Regions from separate parts of the Canis lupus genome. Here region 2 is linked to region 1. Evidence: chromatin contacts called from public Hi-C data. All regions are on one chromosome and are shown on one strand. The core of a region is the stretch at or near the end of the contact, and the rest is flanking DNA. Distances in the headings are between cores, read along the strand shown.

What was found. Hi-C and Micro-C count contacts between places; a contact is called where the count stands out from the background.
Region 2: a contact with region 1 is called in a Hi-C map of blood, with 5 times the contacts expected there. The contact joins two enhancer-like sites. A contact is called at or near these places in 2 of 9 Hi-C or Micro-C datasets (both in blood).

What each region holds. Positions count from the first base shown.
Region 1 is chr35:24,274,712-24,279,320 of UU_Cfam_GSD_1.0, reverse strand. The region is part of intron 8 of RIPOR2 (rho family-interacting cell polarization regulator 2); the gene reads left to right. Among named protein-coding and RNA genes, the nearest start is that of ARMH2, 46 kb to the right of the region's middle. Within about 2 kb of position 2,515, at least 6 of the 20 cell types and tissues checked have an H3K27ac peak or open chromatin away from gene starts, as enhancers often do. A contact at or near this core is called in blood, where this site is marked.
Region 2 is chr35:24,426,468-24,431,076 of UU_Cfam_GSD_1.0, reverse strand. All of the region lies in intron 1 of RIPOR2 (rho family-interacting cell polarization regulator 2), which reads left to right. Among named protein-coding and RNA genes, the nearest start is that of RIPOR2, 25 kb to the left of the region's middle. Within about 2 kb of position 2,181, at least 2 of the 20 cell types and tissues checked have an H3K27ac peak or open chromatin away from gene starts, as enhancers often do. A contact at or near this core is called in blood, where this site is marked.

The DNA.
Region 1 (4,609 bases), core at 1,266-3,765:
GCCTAGAAGCATGATTGGTTTCTCTCTGTACGGTGGCACCTTCAGAACAAAGGAGGCATGCCAGCTGTAGGAAACGGGAGTGTCCCCCAGGTGCTGCCGGCAGAGCTCTCAGCTCCTCAGAGGCAGGTCCGCTTGTCTTGAGTTTGGGCTGATTAACTGACGCAGACAAGAGATTGTCACAGTTCTGCAGCCGCTCGACCCCTGGGTTGTTGCTAATGGAGACTTAATCACCCTTTCCACCCTCTCCTCTGACTCTTTTCAATTAAGGGAGTAAAGAAGGGGCACTGTTGTTCTTTTTTAAGTGCTCAACAGGAGAGCTTCGTTTTGGAGTGAGTCATCTTGGTCTGCAGGGCAAGGTCTCTGTTGGGCACTAGGTGCCCCGTGAGAACGAGAGGGCCACTCTGAATGGATTATTCCTGGAATAACGTCGGCCTCGACCTTCACCTTCCCCAGCACTGCTTCCTTCTCTTGGGCAGACCTGAGTGTAACTCTGTTACTCAGTGTTGAATCTCAACACTTGCTGCCCCACTAAGCTGGGGCATCCACGCTCCGTCCATTTCTCGTTATTGTCTTCGTGTTGGGTCCTCACCTGAGTCAGAGGCTCCAGAACTGCTTGGGCCCTGCCCCAGACCCAGAAAGGCAGAGTGGACCCCAGAAGATTTTTTTTTAAGACTCTCAGGATGATTTCAGCAGCAGCCTGATTCTAGAAAACAGCTGCCCGAATCAGTGTTCCCCCGACCTTGGCACCATCCATCCGGACTGGGCCGGTCTCTCAGTTCAAGAGCCTCGGGTCACACGCATCCTACTGTTAACATGCAGAGTGCCAGGTTGCCCCGATTTCAGATGCTCACTGTTACCTAATGCATCCGTTTTGGGCAGGGTGATGATTTCCCCCTTTTTATTAGTGGGAAAGGGTGTTCAGTGACTTGTCTCAGAAGTCACATAGTGAGTTAGAGTCCAGCTTGAGTCTGAATTCCAGGGCTCCTGCTCCGAGTCCATCCCCATGCCCAGTCTCCTACGAGGAGGAGAGTTCTTTTTTTTTTTTTTTTTTTTAAGATTTTATTTATTTATTCACGAGAGAGACACAGAGAGAGGCAGAGACTTAGGCAGAGGGAGAGGCAGGGTCCCTATGGGGAGCCCAATGCTGGCCAATCCCAGGACCCCAGGATCACACCCTGAGCCAAAGGCAGTGCCACCCAGGTGCCCCAAGTAGGGGAGTTCTAACAGAGCAGAGCCCATACTAGAAGCTGTTGCTCAAAGCACGGCCTCCTCCTCTGTGGGAGGGTCTTCTCTGACCCAGAACACAGGCCTCGTGGGTGAGGAGCTTCAGGCATGGTGGCAAATGAGAGGATGATGCTGGTGCCCACCCCCCACCCCCATCTACAGAGGGATCTGGGCACCAGCTACATAATAGCACCAAGTCCTACAAGGTCATCCTGGTGTGCTGACAGGGCCTCCCATTCACCGAGCTTTTCATCTTTGCCTCTCCCTGTTCTCTCTCTCCCACCTGGTCCACTTCCATAGCTTGTGTCTGGGCTCTCGGTTTCCGCTAGTGGGACTCGAGGCCTGAAACTTACTCTCTCTTTTCATTATAGATTATTCTCCCTTTTCACTTCCCTAATCTAACATGAAAACCCAGAAATGACAACTATGAAGCCTTTCAAAGGGAACACTGCCTTGGAAGTCTTCCTCTCCTGAGGAAGGGAAGACATCTCACACTGCCAAGAAATTTCACATCTTTGCAATCAGCTATTTTCTTATCTGTTATTCCTTCTGATAAAACATAAGCACCCCCAGCAAACAACAGTGACATAAGCTGAGGATATTTCATAATTTTCTCAGACCTGGTAACCCAACTTCCTCCTGCCACACCCTCCACACTTCCCGTTTTACCCCACCCAACACAGAATAAACAACCCTTTTGGGCGTGTGTGTGTGTGTGTGTGTGTGTGTGTGTGTGTGTGGCCCCTGGGGGTGCAGATGCATTGGTGATAAAAACAACTGATGGGTTACAGTGCCAAGCACTAGGCTGTATCCTGCTGAACGGCCCCTGGCCTTGACTCCCAGAGTCCCCTGGAGAAAAGTGGACACTGAGCCAATATGCTCTAATTCAATGGAACAAATGACCAATGGGGTGGCCAGATTGTCTCCAAAGCCCCCTGCCCCAGGGTAAGAGCAGGAAGGGGAGTGCCACTCACCTGTCTCGGGGGAGGGAAGCAGGAAGGAAGCAGGAAGGCTTCCCAGGGTAACCTTTGAATTAGAACCAGAGGGACTGCTCTGGGTGGATGAACAGCAGGGGAATAGCATTCACCAAAGAGGGAAAAGCATGTTGAAAAATCTGCCTTGAATGTCAGGCTACAGGGGGAGCACTGTGTTAACCAGGACCTACGTGAAAAGATGTGATTTCTGAAGGAAAACTATTTCTTCTCCTAGCTACTGCTTCATTCCAGTGAGGTTCCGGGTGGGGTGGATCTTCAACCCTTGCCTGCCTCTCCAGCTTGCAGGGCAGGCCAGGCCTTGGCAGAGGGAAGAGCTACCTGGGAGCTAGTAAATCTGCATTATTTATGCCTGGTCAATAAATCAGGAAGGCCTGTAACAGCGCTCCCGGCCCTTCAGCTGCTTGGCTCTTTTCCTTGGAATAGAAAGTGTGACTTCCTTAGCTTCATAATTGTTCTACCCAGTGCTAAACACCATTAAAATTGTCACGAATACCCAGCCATCCTTTTCTGTGTGTATATGCTGTCAACAGGTGTGATATTTTTTATCTTTGGAAAGGAAGATCATCATAGAAGTAGCAAAAACTGGGGAGCATTCTTCTGGCAGAGAAGTCTCTGAGCCAAGAAAGGAAAGGGTGGGTGGCTACATGCTGTGGCGTCTGGGACTTCCAGACAAGGGCATTTGATCAGTAATAGGTGTTTACAGTAAAACAGCCAAAAGGTACAGGAAGATGCACCACAGAAATAAAAGCCCCCTGCCCTGACCATTCCTGGTTGCTAACCTCCCGATGGTCTGTAGAGTGGCCAGGATGAAAGCTTTCTAGACAGTGCAACAGCAATCGCAAAACTTCTGAGAAAACATGAAGCTTTCCCCAGCTGTGAAAATCCCAGCAGGCCTCTGGCCAGGTTTAAAAGACATCAAGCTGTAACTCTAATTGCCCCACTGCTGGTTTCAGTTCTGCAACCAGTACAGTGATGGGCTTAGACCAGCAGCTAGAACTTTAGGAAACACAGCACCAGGACTGCCTCTGCCTGGCTGGTGCCAGTTGACTCCACTATGGTTGTAATCAGGCCCGCTATAAGCAATTTCGAGACATTTCACTTTAATAACATGGGCTTATAAACTCAAAAACCTCAGTACCAAGTACCTTTCTCCCAGTTGGATAAGTTCAGATATGAAATTTTTGGTAATTTTGAGAGGGGAAAAAACCTTCAAAAGATTTTCCCCTTTATATGTCTTTATCCAGCACTGATTCCAGGTCAGTTGCTTAGGGGATTTTTTTGTTTTTTAACCAGGCTTCTGTTGTAATTGCAGAGGTAATCTGGCAATGGATGAAACCTAAACTAATTTGCAGAGGTTTTATTTTATTTTACTTTTTTAAAGATTTACATTTATTTTAGGGAGAGCACTTGAGTATGAGTAGGGGGAGGGGCAGAGAGAATCCTGAAGCAGACTCTCTACTGAGTCCAGAGCCCCACAAGGGGTGGATCTCATGACCCTGAGATCATGATGAAGAGTTGGGTGCCCAACCAACTAAGCTGCTCGGTGCCCCTTTGCAGAGGTTTTATTTTTTTAAGATTATATTTATTTATTCATGAGAAACACAGAGAGGGGCACAGACATGGGCAGAGGGAGAAGCAGGCTCCCCACAGGAGCCTGATGCGGGACTGGATCCCAGGACCCCAGGATCACAACCTGAGCCACAGGCAGATGCTCAACCACTGAGCCACTCAGGTGCCCTTTGCAGAAGTTTTAAAGTGCACTTTGGATTTTCTTAGAATTGGCATGTCTGACCATTCTGACTTCTAAAAACCAGTGAGTTGTGCTTTTTTTTTAATGACATATTAAAAAAAAAAAAGACTAAATCTTCCAGAAAATGATTAGGGTAAACTGACTTTTTATTTTTTTATTTTTTTTCTGACTTTTTAAATTCTACTCTTATTTCAGGAAATCTTTTAAAGTGCCTTGTTGTGTTCTAGTTAGAAGAGTCCCAGGTGGCCTGGCTCTCCCGTAGGGGGGCAGAGGGAGCTGGTGAGTTGCTGCCATCTACTGGCAGGTAGTGGTCGGTGCTTTTTAAAGCCTCCCCGGACCCCGTGTATCTTCTTAACCCTGGCTAGTCAGTCACAAAAGGCAGAATAAATTGTGTGATTGTGATACCATCCTCGTCATCTTTACACGGGTTAAATCATGTTTAAACTAATATAAAAACATGTTTCAAGGGACACCTGGGTGCCTCAGTGGTTGAGCACTCGGTTCAGGTCGTGATCCTGGTCCTGGGATCGAGTCCTGCATGGGGATCCCGGCAGGGAGCCTGCTTCTCCCTCTGCCTGTGTCTCTGCCTCTCTCTGTGTCTCTCATGAATAAGTAAATAAAAATCTTTTTTAAAATAATA
Region 2 (4,609 bases), core at 932-3,431, 150 kb before region 1:
CTAATTTTGTTTATTTTTTCTAAATCCAACAAAACATTTCTTCTGACTTTAACAGAAACAAGGATATAACATTGTTCAGTCATATACATTTTTATAAAACCATAGCTCCTAATTAAGTAATTTTGTATAATGATCTACTTTTAACATTTATTGATAAACCTAAATCCCAGTAAATGGGTCCTTGTCACTAAATATAACTGTTTTTGAGGAATGTTCAACCAAACTTTTTTTCTCAAGGAGAAGATAAAGGTTATTTTCACCTTTGGGATTTTCCCAGGGTTTATGTCTATTTGACAATTTTACTTCATACTATACAGTAATGAAATTTCATTTCTTTCTTCCCTACTGTGAGCTTCTTGGGTACAAATCTGATTTTATTTCTCTTTGTAACCTTATGCTTGGCAATATTTGGCTCATGGTAGAAGCTCAGCATTTGTACACAAGAAGACCATAGAATCAGGTAAGGTATGAAGTGCATCCCTGACTCTACATTTTGTAAAACTGAGCTCCTCCTGCTGTTACTCTTCCTTGCAAAATGAGATGTTTTTTCCATTTCTCCATACAGTAACTCTTCAGAATAAATCAATTATGATTGTCCTACATAGTGTCTACAGAGAAAAAGTAAAAAAGTAAACATCACCACATATTTCTGTCAACACCTTGATTTTTTTCAGTACCAGTGAGTCTTCATATATTCATTTCATTTTTTCAGAGAAAAAAAACTAGGCGGAGGGTTGGCATGTGTTACAAAATGACAAAAGGGAAAATAACCAGTAGAGCAAAATTAACCATTAAATAAATACATCCTGTAATGGGGTCTCTGTGGCAAACTGCAGAGCCAGACACAAAAAGGCATTTATGTCATTTCTTTTAACACTGTGTTACCTTCCCCAACCCCCCAAAATGTCTGCCACTTGACTGGATGACAGTTTGAAATCTCTGGGAGAAACTATCTAGTTTCTTTAAGCTTTTCTCCCCTATAGGTTGTTGACCTACTGTGTTTAGGTGCAGTATCTAGCAGGTGTTATAATACCTCCAGACAGTGAAGGAATCCTTATCCCTAGGGTTTTTTCCTGGGATTGTTATTGAAATAAAAATTGGAATCAGTAAAATTATTTTTTTTTTAAATTGCAAGGTGAAAAACGAAAACTACAAGGAGACAGTTTGACATTTTAAAGTCAGAGCTTATGTGATGAATGTTTATAATTATAGGAAAGAAAAAAGTAATGGAACGGTGGAGGAAAGTTTATCCCCATCAGCCCTGGAACTTTCATTAGCTGTGCGTTGCTTCTGACATTCATTGCATCGTCAGTTGCTAGATGTTCCTGGATTCATGACTATTTGCAATTCAATGGATCAAACCCTTTCTTTTCCTTCCTTCTCTTTCCTCTTTGGTATTTCTGGGGGGGCATTTAAGTCATGCTGTGGAATGCTTATTGCAATAACAAATGTCATGCAAATTGAATGTACAGCTAATTTTACTTCTTATGAATAGAGCTCCCGTGGCTTCCCTTCCAGGCTAATGGAGGGGATGTGTTCCATCCTTCTCCTCCACTTGAAATCACTGAGGTATACCTGGAGGGATCCAGCTTCCCCACAGTCTAAATTTTCCATTGTTGTGGATTTATTTCCTACAGGTCCATCCTATTGTTAAGGCTCTATGCCTTGGGAAGAATTGAGTGAATAGCTACTTAGTATTTTTAGAAGTCCATTTTCAAGAGAAGGCTTTTAAGCCATGATTAGCCCCTCTTTCTGCAGGCATATGAAAGACCTTCACTTCCCCCACCTCCTCGCCCCCCCATGCAGAAGAGTGCTCCACAGAACCTCCATGGAAAGCTAGGGAAATTTATTTCCAGGAGGAATAAGCAAGAGAGGCACTTCTTTCTTTTCTCCAATTACTATAATACTGTTTGGCATCAATTAGTAAACAGGCTTTGAAAAGGAAATGCGGGTTTGTTAAATGTGACTAACTGAATTGTCCTGAAGTCTGCCCAGAGTGGGGGAGATGCCATGAATTCTCCACGGGGTTACAAAGAGGACATAAGGAGGGAAGCATGCCTGCTGGAGCCCCTTAGAAAACAGAAGACACCATTTCATTAGGCTGCATGGATGATACCTCCTCTCATGTCAGAAAGGTTTTGTGATTTCCTGCTCATTTCAGGAGCTGATGTGTAAATGGTGTGTATGTCTGTTGCCATGACGACCCAGCAGCAGTTGGCCTGGGCTTTTTAGCAGAGTACAAATGTGCTCTTGAAGAGATGCTTGTCAGAATTTGCCAGACTATTTCCCCCCCTACCTTGGATTCCCACAAAGGGTTTCAAAGGTTCCCAACTGCATTAAGAGCAGAAACAGGCTGAAATGTAGCATTTGGCTACCATGAATGATAAAGCTCAAAAGCTCTGATCCCCTGCTGAAGCAATGGTGTGCCAGCCTATCATTTCAATATTTGAGGGCGACTCTGTATAATTAAAGAGAAGGACCCAGTATAAATGCAGGGGAGGAATGAAAATCTTGATGATTACCGGAACTGAGCCTCTGTTGACTTTTACTTATTTATTTATTTTCTCTGTTGACTTTTAATTGGCTCATAACTATCTCTATATTTAATAAGGAGTCATGGTGACTGCCTGCATTTGTATTCTTATTTTGGCTTGTCAAATCTGTATGTAGGTGCTATACCGGGAGGGGGCGGGGACCCAACCATGCAAGCCAAAGGCAGGATCCCACAGGCCCCTTGCTGTTGATCCACCTGCTTGTTGCTGGGCCCTGTTTCTCCTTATCTCTAGTGACCAAAAGAACTCAACTCCTAGTGGTTTGTGCCAAATGTCACACAATTTCAATTACGCTAGGATGGACTGACTATATTCACTGTTGGAGCCCTTCATGTCTCCTCCTTATCCTTCCCACTCTCTTTTGAGTCTCCTCAGATGGCAAATAAAGGAAGCAAAACACAAGTTAATCCAACATTTGGCAGCAGCTTGCAAATGGGTTTTATTGGGAAGATGGAAACCAGTGAAGTGAGCTGTGGAGATCTCTGCAGCTTATGCCAATACCATCTTCAGAATCACGAGTAATCAATCTCTAGTGGGTTCTATGAATAAGTAACTTTGTATGTTATCCCAAGATTCCATTAAGATAGCTCAAAAAGTCAAATAAATAGGGGGTTTTGTTGGCTTTGGGGTTTTTATGTTTTTTTATAAATCTTTATATCTCTGAAAAAAAAACATGAGTGCTGAGAGAGTCAGTTGCAAAAGTCTACAGGAAATTTCAACATGATCATACTTACCTTTGGATCCTATTCATGACTTACTCTCGACCCGCTGAAAGAAATATTAATGACAGGAGGTTTTGGCCACCAATGTCTGACACTCTTTGAGCAAAGAGCTTAAGCCTATGGATCTTAGTAAAATGAGGAATTCGGACATTAGTAGTTCTGAGAGCCACTCCAGGTCAAAAATTTGATTTCCTTTTGGGAATTCAGAAAAACTAAGACCCACACATGCTGATACACTTTAATGAATTAGGGTTTAAAAAAAAAATACTAAGGTGGTCATAAGAGAGAGTAATCCAAAAAAAAAAAAAAGTCTACATTGAAGCCCCTTCCAGCCCATACATGAGGCCTGACGCCCTCAATCCAGCTCTACCTCCACCTTCCTACCTAACCCATAACCTACAGTTCTTTTTATTAAGAAGCCCCCAAAGAAACTCCACATTTCTGGCTTGAATTATTAACTTACTTAAATGCAGAATGGCCATCTGTCATAGACAAGATTTTAATATGCAGTGGGAGGTTGAACTAGATCAACTTCCAGGACCATGTCAACACTCACTTTCTGATTTGAAATTCTCATGTCAGTCGCACAAAAGCACCAGGGCAGAGACCACCTAGAGCCTAGGTCACACACTTGGAGCCTCCGCTTGGAACTCTGCCCACAAATACTTTGTTTAAAAAAATGCATTTACAAAATGAAAACTTCAGATTTTTTTTTAAAAATCCAGATTTCCAGCTTATATTATCTCCTATAATAGCCCCCTTGTGCAAAAGTGTCTGCCCTTCTCCAGTAGAACAGACTCTCCCTGCCCAGCTCCCCATTCCCCACCCCACGGCCTCCTCCTTCATCTCCCCTGCCCTACCCTGCACTGCCACCAAGGGAGTTGTCAACACTTGATTTACTGACTAGTCAAGGACCACCCACCGTCTTCAGACCACCACTGACATACTGTGGTTCCAGGAAAAAAAAAATCACTGAGCTTTCAGAGAATATGACCTGAGTATTATCCAATCAAAAGTTACAGCATCCTGTTGGGGATCTACATGTATTTGATGATTTTTTTTTTTTTAAGGAGAGAGAGAGAGCAAGAAAGAGAGAGAAGTAATCTGAACAGAGATGACAGATATTCGGTAGGTGGGATGCTATTTCTGTGTGTTCTAATGAACACCTCATTCTGTGCTGGAGCATGTTCTGCTGATGCTTACCTCTGAAATAAAAGGAGAGGGGAATAAATCTAAGGTTTCTAGTGATTGACAGTGGGGTGCTGCTTAATCAGCTCACCTTCTGCAGATAAGAGAATAACTGGTGATCTGGGAACACCCTTCCATGGATGCAGG